2 separate regions of the Mus musculus genome follow, and region 2 is linked to region 1. A link is a contact called in public Hi-C data. All regions are on one chromosome and are shown on one strand. Each heading gives the region's core, a stretch centred on a gene start, on an enhancer-like site or on the middle of the called end of the contact. The rest is flanking DNA. Distances are from core to core; before and after follow the strand shown.

What was found. A called contact is a pair of places that touch in the nucleus more often than the background predicts.
Region 2: a contact with region 1 is called in a Hi-C map of uterus, with 2.9 times the contacts expected there. The contact joins two enhancer-like sites. A contact is called at or near these places in 1 of 484 Hi-C or Micro-C datasets (uterus) and 1 of 9 other capture datasets (pancreatic islet).

Annotation. Positions count from the first base shown.
Region 1 is chr4:97,693,241-97,697,941 of GRCm38.p6, forward strand. It overlaps a transcript of Nfia not described here. Among named protein-coding and RNA genes, the nearest start is that of Gm38709, 82 kb to the right of the region's middle. Within about 2 kb of position 2,586, at least 36 of the 459 cell types and tissues checked have an H3K27ac peak or open chromatin away from gene starts, as enhancers often do. A contact at or near this core is called in uterus, where this site is marked.
Region 2 is chr4:97,994,742-97,999,442 of GRCm38.p6, forward strand. The region is part of intron 3 of Nfia (nuclear factor I/A); the gene reads left to right. Among named protein-coding and RNA genes, the nearest start is that of Gm34218, 26 kb to the right of the region's middle. Within about 2 kb of position 2,565, at least 45 of the 459 cell types and tissues checked have an H3K27ac peak or open chromatin away from gene starts, as enhancers often do. A contact at or near this core is called in uterus, where this site is marked.

The sequences.
Region 1 (4,701 bases), core at 1,336-3,835:
CTGATCTTCAATCCTGGGTGACCCTACACGCATGAATGCTCACACTCACACTCAGACTCACATTCACACAGAGAAACCCACTCCATTTTGAAAAGATGATCACCGCTGACAGGTTCTGCACAGAACAAGACACATCGTCCAAGCCACATCTCTGTGCCATGAGGAATACACCCCTACTTGGAATCAGTGCCTTGCTGACACACTGTGAGATCAGAGATGTCACCAAATTGAGCCATCTTTTTTTGTAAACCTATGTCCTCATCTTCATCCTCCAAATAGACTAGAGGTGAGGCAGCATGGAGAAAGGAAGAATTGGCACAAAAGAAGAATTGATAGTGATCCTCCACCTGTAACTCACGATGGTCCCATACCCAACCAAACTGAGGGAACAACTGCAAACCATATGTTTGTCAGAAGTCTGAGCGGCTGTGGTGTGCCACAGTGGAAGTGCTGCCCTTGGTAGCATGCTTAATGGTCCTAGGCCCAAAGCCTGAGTTTGTACCCCACCTCCCCCCATTGCTCTGTGCTATAACTGACCCTGCTTGTTTGGTTTCAAATGGCTGCGTGATGTCACAGGATAAACTAGGAAGTGATATCTAGACACACTATAACACTATAGTGATATCTATAACACAACTCTAGAGATACCGCTGTCAAGAGTATTGGGAGGAGAAGAGTTTTAAGCTGATATTAACCCTGGTGATGAGGCATTTTATTTAATCGCAAGTGATAAAACTCAGATTTTAACGACAGCCTCACAATGTTCTTGTCCCCTTTAAGCAGCTGAGCTCAAACAGTTGCAGCACACTCCAGCGCATGACTGGGTGAGAATTGCTGGGACACAGGGTCACAAGGATACCAAGCAAGCCACAGTAGAAGCTCCAGGTGGTGATTCAAGAAGCCAGATGTGAGCTGAGAGCTTGCTTAAAGCCATCTGGAATGGTAAGGGAGGACCAAGCCAACATTTTCAATGCACTCAAAGCCAGACGCTTAAGAAATAGCATCTTGACACTAGACCAAAGGGCAAGAAGCAGACTCCACAAAGATGAAGCCCAGGAGAACTGAAGGGAAGCCAACCAAGTCTTGATAATTAAAAAAGAGAGAGAGAGAGATGAGGTCAGGAACATGTGGAGATGGTTTGGATGATTCGGTGCATATCTGTGAGAAGTATGCCACTTATATTTATTAATGAATATAATGATAATTGCTCCCAAAGGCCCCCACAGTTGGTGTTTTATCACTGTAACAAAAAAAAAAAAAAAAAAACCAGAGATAACCAACTCAGAAACACAAGAGGTATGCTTTACATCATAGCTTTGGGGGTTTCTGTGTATAATTGGTCCCATTGTTTTTGTCTATAGAAGTACAGCACAGCACATTGGGAGCTGCCCACCTCATGGTAAAGAAGTAAAGATATAGAAGGGGATGATGTACCCCATTTAAAGGGACATTTCCAGTGCCCTATGGATCTCCCCATAAACTCAACCTCTTAAAGTTACACTGCCTCAAAGCAGTGCCACACTGGAGGAACAAGTTCAGTGCCACACTGGAGGAACAAGTTCAGTGCCACACTGGAGGAACAAGTTCAGTGCCACACTGGAGGAACAAGTTCAGTGCCACACTGGAGGAACAAGTCTTTAATACATGGACCACTGAGGGGCATTTAATGTGCAGGCTCTTAACACTGCTTTCTCTCACTATAGTCAGCTTTACTTTAGAAATATACCGCAGTGATAACTCAAGAGAAACCCATAGTTATCCCTGCTGTGCAATGCAAGTGTGTGCCCACATTGGGCCGTTTTAAAATTGTAGAGAGAAGGCCAACGAGACTTGAGGAAACTGTTCAGATTGGAATAAACACATTCCCAAGGCAGCATTCAAATAGTTGGTGCAAGTAAAATATACTTCCTGAGACGTTACAGTGCTTGTTGGGTGGGCTCATAAACAACAGTGAGACCTCTTCCGGTGACCAGGGCATTCTGAATATACCAATAGAAAATGGAAATAGAGCCCTGGCATAATAAGGCTCCAGTTTCCATGGCTGTCATTGATCTTGAATGTCTACCTCTAAACACAATGACTTAACTTGGTTTGGTTTCTCTTGCTACAAAGCCAGTCTCATCAATACCCAAGCCCAGACCCAAGCCAGCTCTCTGAGTAGAACTCAACTCTGGCCTTTCTGGAGAGAGACATTCCAGTCCCTGAAGTCCTTAGCATTTTACAGACTTCTTTAAAGGACCAAGTACAGTGTCTGGTACAATAAATCTGTGTTGACTTCTAAGCCAAGGCTGCCTGTGCTGAGGGAAGTCATGTTTTCACATTTATTAGACTTTCTTATTTTATGATTCACTTCATGGGACCCATGCCAGCAGCCCTGATGCTTTAGGAAGTGGACTGATGACTCAGGGACACAGTGTTAGATGTCCCCAACGGAGAGCTACAAGTGCCTCCTGGATGTCTCAGGCAGCCTAGAAGCTGCATGCTCAGGTTTGGCCAATGCTTTCTCTGCATTGTCTCTGCCTATTGTGTGCATGTGAGGAACGGCTGTTAGCATGTGCTCTGTGCTCCCTGGAAGAGCGGGACCAAACCTCACCACTAAAATGGGAAAGTTTCCATGATTTCATTCTCTCACCCACAGTGATCTCCGGTTTGCACGCTCGGATGAGGGGAGAGGTCTGCTTTCAATTAGATTTACTCAAAGGGGGAAAAAAGTGTTTTTAAATGGTGTGTAAAAATAATTCAATAAAGGCCTCAGAGGTGTGAGCTGTTGTCATACTCCTGTTTGGAAAACGTCACTCAGAAGGCACCCAGAGGCAACAGAGGGATGTGACACCTTAAAAAATTAATTTGTGAACCAAACCTTTGAGATTACTTGTCCTTTGTGCCAAGCTTCCAGTGTCCTCACTGGGGAAACCCGAGGCTCGGGACTGTTAGCCAGGCTCGGTCATGTTACCTGGTTTGGTACTACAGAAATTACACTTTTTTATACTTTCCCTTTAATTCTAAATGTCACCAAGAAGGTTAGCCCCTAACACAAAAGATACTCTATGGCCTTACTACAGACAGTTACCTACTCATAAATCTTGGTCAGACAGTAATGGGGGTATGAGAAATGATTGAATTCAGTCCAGTATCACAGTGTTAGATCGAGGGGAGACCTGGAGAAGGTGAAGCTGGGGAGTCTCAGAGGAGACAGGAGGTCCGCCCACCCCACCCCACCCCCTTGTGCTGAGAACCCTCATCTTTTTGAATGACATTTTAGATGCGTATGAGTGACGTCATTCAGGATGGTAATAGTTCAGTGAACACTCGGATCCCAAGCTCAGTAGGAAAGAAGAACTGAAAATGAGATGGAGGGACTGGGTTATGCTGTATCCCAGCTCAGTCAATCACTCCACTGTACGATCCCAGTGTCGGGATCAGGGCTGCCAGTATTTCGTACAAAACAACTGAAGGTCCTTGGGAGGGAAGCCACTAAATTGTTATAAAAGTCATTGAAAGTGGGTTAGTGAGATGGCTCAGCCAGCTGAAGTGCTTGCCGCCAAGTCTGACAACCTGGGTTCCATCTCTAGAAAACATGTGGTACATGGAGAGAAGTCACTCCCACACGTTTTTTTGGGGGGGCGGGGGATAAATCTAATTGAAAGCAGGTCTCTCTCCACATCTGAGCTTGTAAGAAAGTTGTACTCTGACATACACACACATACACATACCACATTCACAGCCACCCCTCCCACACACGTGCATAATAAATAAGTGTAACATTAAGTCATAAAAAGAGACACTATGGTTAAGGGAGTTAACATTGTTCCATTAAACAGTGATCACTTTGAACAAATCATTCTGACTGGGCCTTCCACTTATGCTAAAACCATGTGCCTCTAGCCTCCCACCCGGGACCAACCCCACAGCATGGACCACCTGGGTGTCTGGGATGAAGGTCTTCCCACGGGTTACTCTTCTACTTGACAGCCTATGTCTAGCCACTAGGCATAGTCCTATGAGCATGTCACATGAGGATTCTGAGCAAAAAGACCTAATGGCTCCCTGCTGACCACTGGTCAAAATCATGACTCCGAAATGCCTGTCAAATGTTGCAAATTCTGGTGCACACTCCCTCCCACAGCTTCTCTGGTCCAAACTTCCTGTTGCCTCCTCACCCCCACTGAACATGTTTGCTCTGAGTCTTTCCCTCAGAAGGACTGGCTTCTCTCCAGCTCCTCACTCAGGCTTCACTTTCCCTGACTGCTCCATTGAAGACTGTAGTCCAGATACCTGCCTTACCAGCTAGATCTCTCTGTGTGACACCAACCCCACCAATCTCCTCTCTGTGTGACACCAACCCCACCACTACCACCACCACCTAGAACACAAGCTTGATGAGAACACCAATTCTTGTCAGCCCTCTTTGTTGTGTGCTAGTTCTGATAACTAGAGAGTCCATATTTGCCAGAGAACCAGAGTCACTGACGCACATATTGCCCTGCTGAACTAGCTGACTTCCTCATCCATCCTTTGGGAAAGTTTTGTGTGCCTAACCATGTACTTACTCTGCAAGGTACCATGCCTGGTCCTAGTTTGGTTACCTACAGGCTCTACCCAGTTTGGTAGGTGCTTATAGAAAGACATGAACATTTGGCTCTGCCAAGGGATCTATCTGGTCCAGCTGGCCAGGCATCTGAGCAAACTACAGGGCAACAG
Region 2 (4,701 bases), core at 1,315-3,814, 300 kb after region 1:
AGGACTCTAATATATATTCTCAAATCACAAAGTAATGGTGGCTTTTATTTAGATGGAACCTGACTGTCATACACTGTCCTTCCTCTACTATGCTAGTAATCAAATAGGAAGTTGACACTTAGCAGGCATCACAAATACTTATACCTACAAGACCTTACAGCCTCTATATGTCTGAGCAGATATGTATAGTAGAAAAGTCTAGGGGGATGTGGTAAATCTAAAAGCTCATGTCCAAGTACAATCGTCCCATCTAAAATATGACAAAAGTCAGAACATTGCTAGTGAAGCAGATGTTTACAGACTGGGACTAGTCTATGAGCCCTAATTTCTGATATTTTGAATTCAGAAGAGAAAAGTCAGTAGTTATGGCTTGGGTACATGCAAAGTTACTATAGCAACTAGAATATGCTTTGGTTTGTTTCAACTAGGTTACTTTCAATGGAAAATAATGTGTAATATCTTTTCTGTGTCCTTACAGATAGATAAGTGAATTCTTCATATTTTTAATACAAGGAATTATTCCAGAAATCAGAAATATCACAAATTTCTCCAATAAATGGCAAATAATTTAGTTATCAAACAACTTGCCATATGAAATATGTCATAATATAAATTATGCTAAGGTTAAAATCTGGCCTTACTTGAAGCCATAGAAGTAAACACCTCCATTTAACTCCATAAAGACCTGTTTTCTGAGATACCCAAATTGAGTACAGAAACAGCTATTACTATGTCAGTAATAATATAGTAATTTACATGCGGCAATAGAAGCCCACTAAGTAAGGCTATCTAAGTCATTGAACAAATAGGGCATAGATAGAAGGGAGTTGTGCTGGGCCTTCTGACGATCCAAGTTCGTAAGCTACAACAATGACATTCTGGATTATTGATAGAGTTCAGAGATGATGTCAATGAAGTGCGCAGTCAACTTACATCCATAACCAGACGAGACCTAATGATTCAGGACAGGGAGGGCCTTGGTATCTGAACTTGAGAAACACCTAGTCTCATATGCAGTCTCGACTGTATCCTCCGATACAGACTTCCCTGTGTGGAGACAGTCAGCTTCCTCTGATGGCCAGCCCTCAAAAATGACATGTCTCTGGCTCTCTTCCCCATCCACTGGGCAGTTCAGCAAGGTTGCCACATCCCAGCATATCTAGCTTTTCTTGCCCTGCCTTAACATTCAAAGGTAGGTAGATGTTCAGTCCTCTTGTAAGATAAGATTTGGTTTCCAGAGAAAGGTATTTTCTGAAATCATTGCTAACATCTTTGAGGTAAAAGAACCACTGCTTCTAAGAAGCCATCAAAGAATTTCTCTTTACATTCAGCCTCTCCAGAAAGGCCCCTCCCCTTACACCGAGAATGGCTGACTCCCGGGTCTATGAAACCGATGCTGTACTTGTGAAGTCACTGAACAAGGGTACAGGAACTCTTTAGTCATAAAATATAAAAAGGAAAGAGACCTGCTCTATTCAAGTCTCCTATACAGTTCTGAACTCAGCTCAGGACTTTGAGTCAGATCACTTAACAGCATACTGCTGCATGCATCTGTACTTTACAGAAGTCTGTGTTTTCCAGTTGTTTCTAAGAGGCCCTGTTCAAAATAGAAACCTCAAAGCCTTTCTCAGTTTGACTGAACTTACTCAGTTCCAGAGTTTACAGAGCTCTCCAATGTTAATAACATCTGAATTTTGAACCACTAACACTTAACTCTGTGTTTTGTTTCTACCCCTTCTTCATCTTCCAATAAAGCCAAGCAGCCATCGTCATTTCCTTGACTCAGTGTGTGTGAGGACATGAGGTTCAGCTTCTTGGGTTGCGTCATAACTATGCCCACCATCTCACTTTCCTCCATCATTCTAGGGGCATCCTGTCTGATCGCTGCATTTGCCCAATCATATGTCTGTCGGGGACAGATTATAAATAAAACCCGTCTGATAATTCAGTTATGCTGGGAGGAGCTGCTACCATGAGAGCTCATGAAATATTCAGTGCTCTTTGTTTTCATGGTCTAACTTTGAGGCATTCATTCACACACTCACCTTCTGCTTCACCCGGAGACAGAGGCTGCTGATAGAAGGTGGAATTATCTTCGTAGTGATGTTCTCAGCCATCACGATCCTTGTTTAAGTCTGAGACTGGATTTCTTAGGGGTAGGTGTCAGTGTCCATTGCATAATTCCACTCTCTGACTCTCCTTTTTGTTGCTGTCCCAGACAGTGGACTAGAGTGGAAACCATAGCACATACACAGGCATTTCTTAGCAGAGAGACCGACGATATCCCCTCCAGCAGAAGCCACATTGATTTTTTTTTTCTGTGCTGATTCTGTTCAATTTGGAAGGGATAAATGTGGACGGCTTGACTTTCTTTGGATGATTTAGTTTCTAGGGCTTGGTTTATTTCAACCCTATTACAAAACATTTGAGAAACAAACACGTTCTGTAACTGTTTTTATTCAAAAAAAACGAGGCCGCTTTGCGTTCTGCTCACTCAGGGTCTCTCTGGAGTACTTCATGCTTGCCAAGTATCTTCCCTCGAGCCAGAGCAACAGTGACACAGAACAGACTCTGCCAGCTCAAAAGGAGGCATGCTCAACATGAGCAAAGAGGGCTCACCATCTTGTGTGCCAGCTACTGTGTTAGAGCCATGCACAGTACATCGGGTCAGTGTTACAAACAGAGAAAGGAGTCCTTCCAGAAGTGAGGTCAGTTAGGGCGGACTTTGGTAGAGGTGTCAGGAGAGCTTGGTCCTCAGGGACAGATGAGGAATGACAAGCCCACCAGAGGAGTTGCTGCTGCACATGTGGGACTCCTACAAGGTTCCTGATAGGCCGCTGAATACATCAGATGTTATCTCGGCGTCTTCTGCACCTGCCACCCTCCTACCTCCAAGCCTTTGCTAGTCTGCCAACGAGCTCATCTGCTTTCTGTCCCAGTTGTCTTCCCAATATGTTTCAGAGAGCATCTCTTAGGAAAGATTTTCCCTCACCATCCTCCCTGATGCTCTTGCTGTGAGTTCACTTCCTGTCACTTAGACTGTCTATGCTTTTTTTTTTTCTATTAATCTATGTTAAATGGTTTTAGCTGTCTCTATTGCTGAACTGCAGACTCTCTGAAATTAGGGACCACAGATCTACTACAGCACCTGGCACATGCTAGCCACTCAGTAAATATGTCTTAAGAGAATGAATGGTCAGATCTGCCCAACATTGAGAGGGTTCTTGCTTCAGATTAGAGAATGGATTCTTGAGGATACCAACATGAATAAATGGATAGTAGACAAGAGATGGTTTGAAGACTCTCTGTCATAGTGGTGAGAACTGGGTTTGCCCTCACCTTGATCACAGGAATGGGGAAACATGCAGAGTGCAACAGTGTAGACTGGAAGCTGAATCAATGTGTGGACACAAGGGGTTAGATAATTGTATAAAGCCAGAGTAAGGATGCCACCAAAACATAGAAAGATGAATACTTTGGCTGTATTGGATCTGAGGCTACCTGAGAGATGTCTGGATAGAATGTCCAGTAGATGCTTAATTTAAACACTTGGAACCCAGAAGGGACCTCAGCAGAAGGAAGCAATTTGAGCATCCTCGATTGAAAGGTTCACTTATCTATTCACAGATATTCACTAGCTACTTTGAGGCATAGAGATCCCAGCGGTGAACAAATTAAACATGAAATCTAATTCCCACAAATTCGTTTGCCCAGAAAGTGACAACAGAGGTCGCACTGCCCCAAAACTGGTTATCAAGATAGATCCACTTTGGGGTGGCAGAATTAAGGTCTATGTTTATATTTACTCCCTTCAGAGATGCTTATTAGTCTTTTCCTAAAATATGGACTTTTGGAGTTTGGTATTAGAGCAAGTGTCAGCCTGTAATTGGTGGGACAAAGAGAGATGCTGGAAAACTACACATTCCATTGTGCTGTGATTTTCTGGCTGTTGCATGCACTGAGCCCACACTCGTGTGCACTGAGGCCGGATTTCCTTTGTTATGGTCTGTGGGATACATGCGATCTTAATGGTGCCCAGTAAAATAGAAATGTTATGATCTGTTTTGACAAGACCTCTTTAAGGGAATTTTTTTATTTATTTGCTAGAGTTTTTGCTTTTCGGTTCTTTTATCCAAGAGACAGTGCCTCCAGCACTTACCAAACAAGAGTCCCTAGATATACACCCAACTGTGGGTTGCTTTGATGAGTAAAGTCCTTAAGAACTTTTAAGGTGAACCTTTGCGGTTTCATTTTAAACAGCAGGTTACGGTTGCTATATATCCTAATATTTAGACCTACTTTTAGTACCATAGATATTGTATGCTATATCAGAGTTAACTGAAAATTTTAAACTCAGAAAAAAAAACTTCTTTATTCAAAACTGTTTTGTAATTAAAAGAACTCACAGACCGCTAATGGTCCTCTAAAACATAGCTGCTTCTGTACATTTCTGTACGTGGCATCTAATAAGCTTTCTGCTGTGGATGTTCTGACACACATCAGTCCCTGCCCCTCAGCAATGAATGAATAGGTTCTATGAAGCATGTACATCTTATTTATGGCTTGCTGTACATTCAAGTTTACCTTTTCTCGTGCCGAATTTCTTAAGATATGTGTCTTATTGCAAAGAACAGTGATTTGTTTTTAATCGCTGCAGTTAACACTTGCTCCTGTGCATCACACTTAAAGCAGGTAAAGATA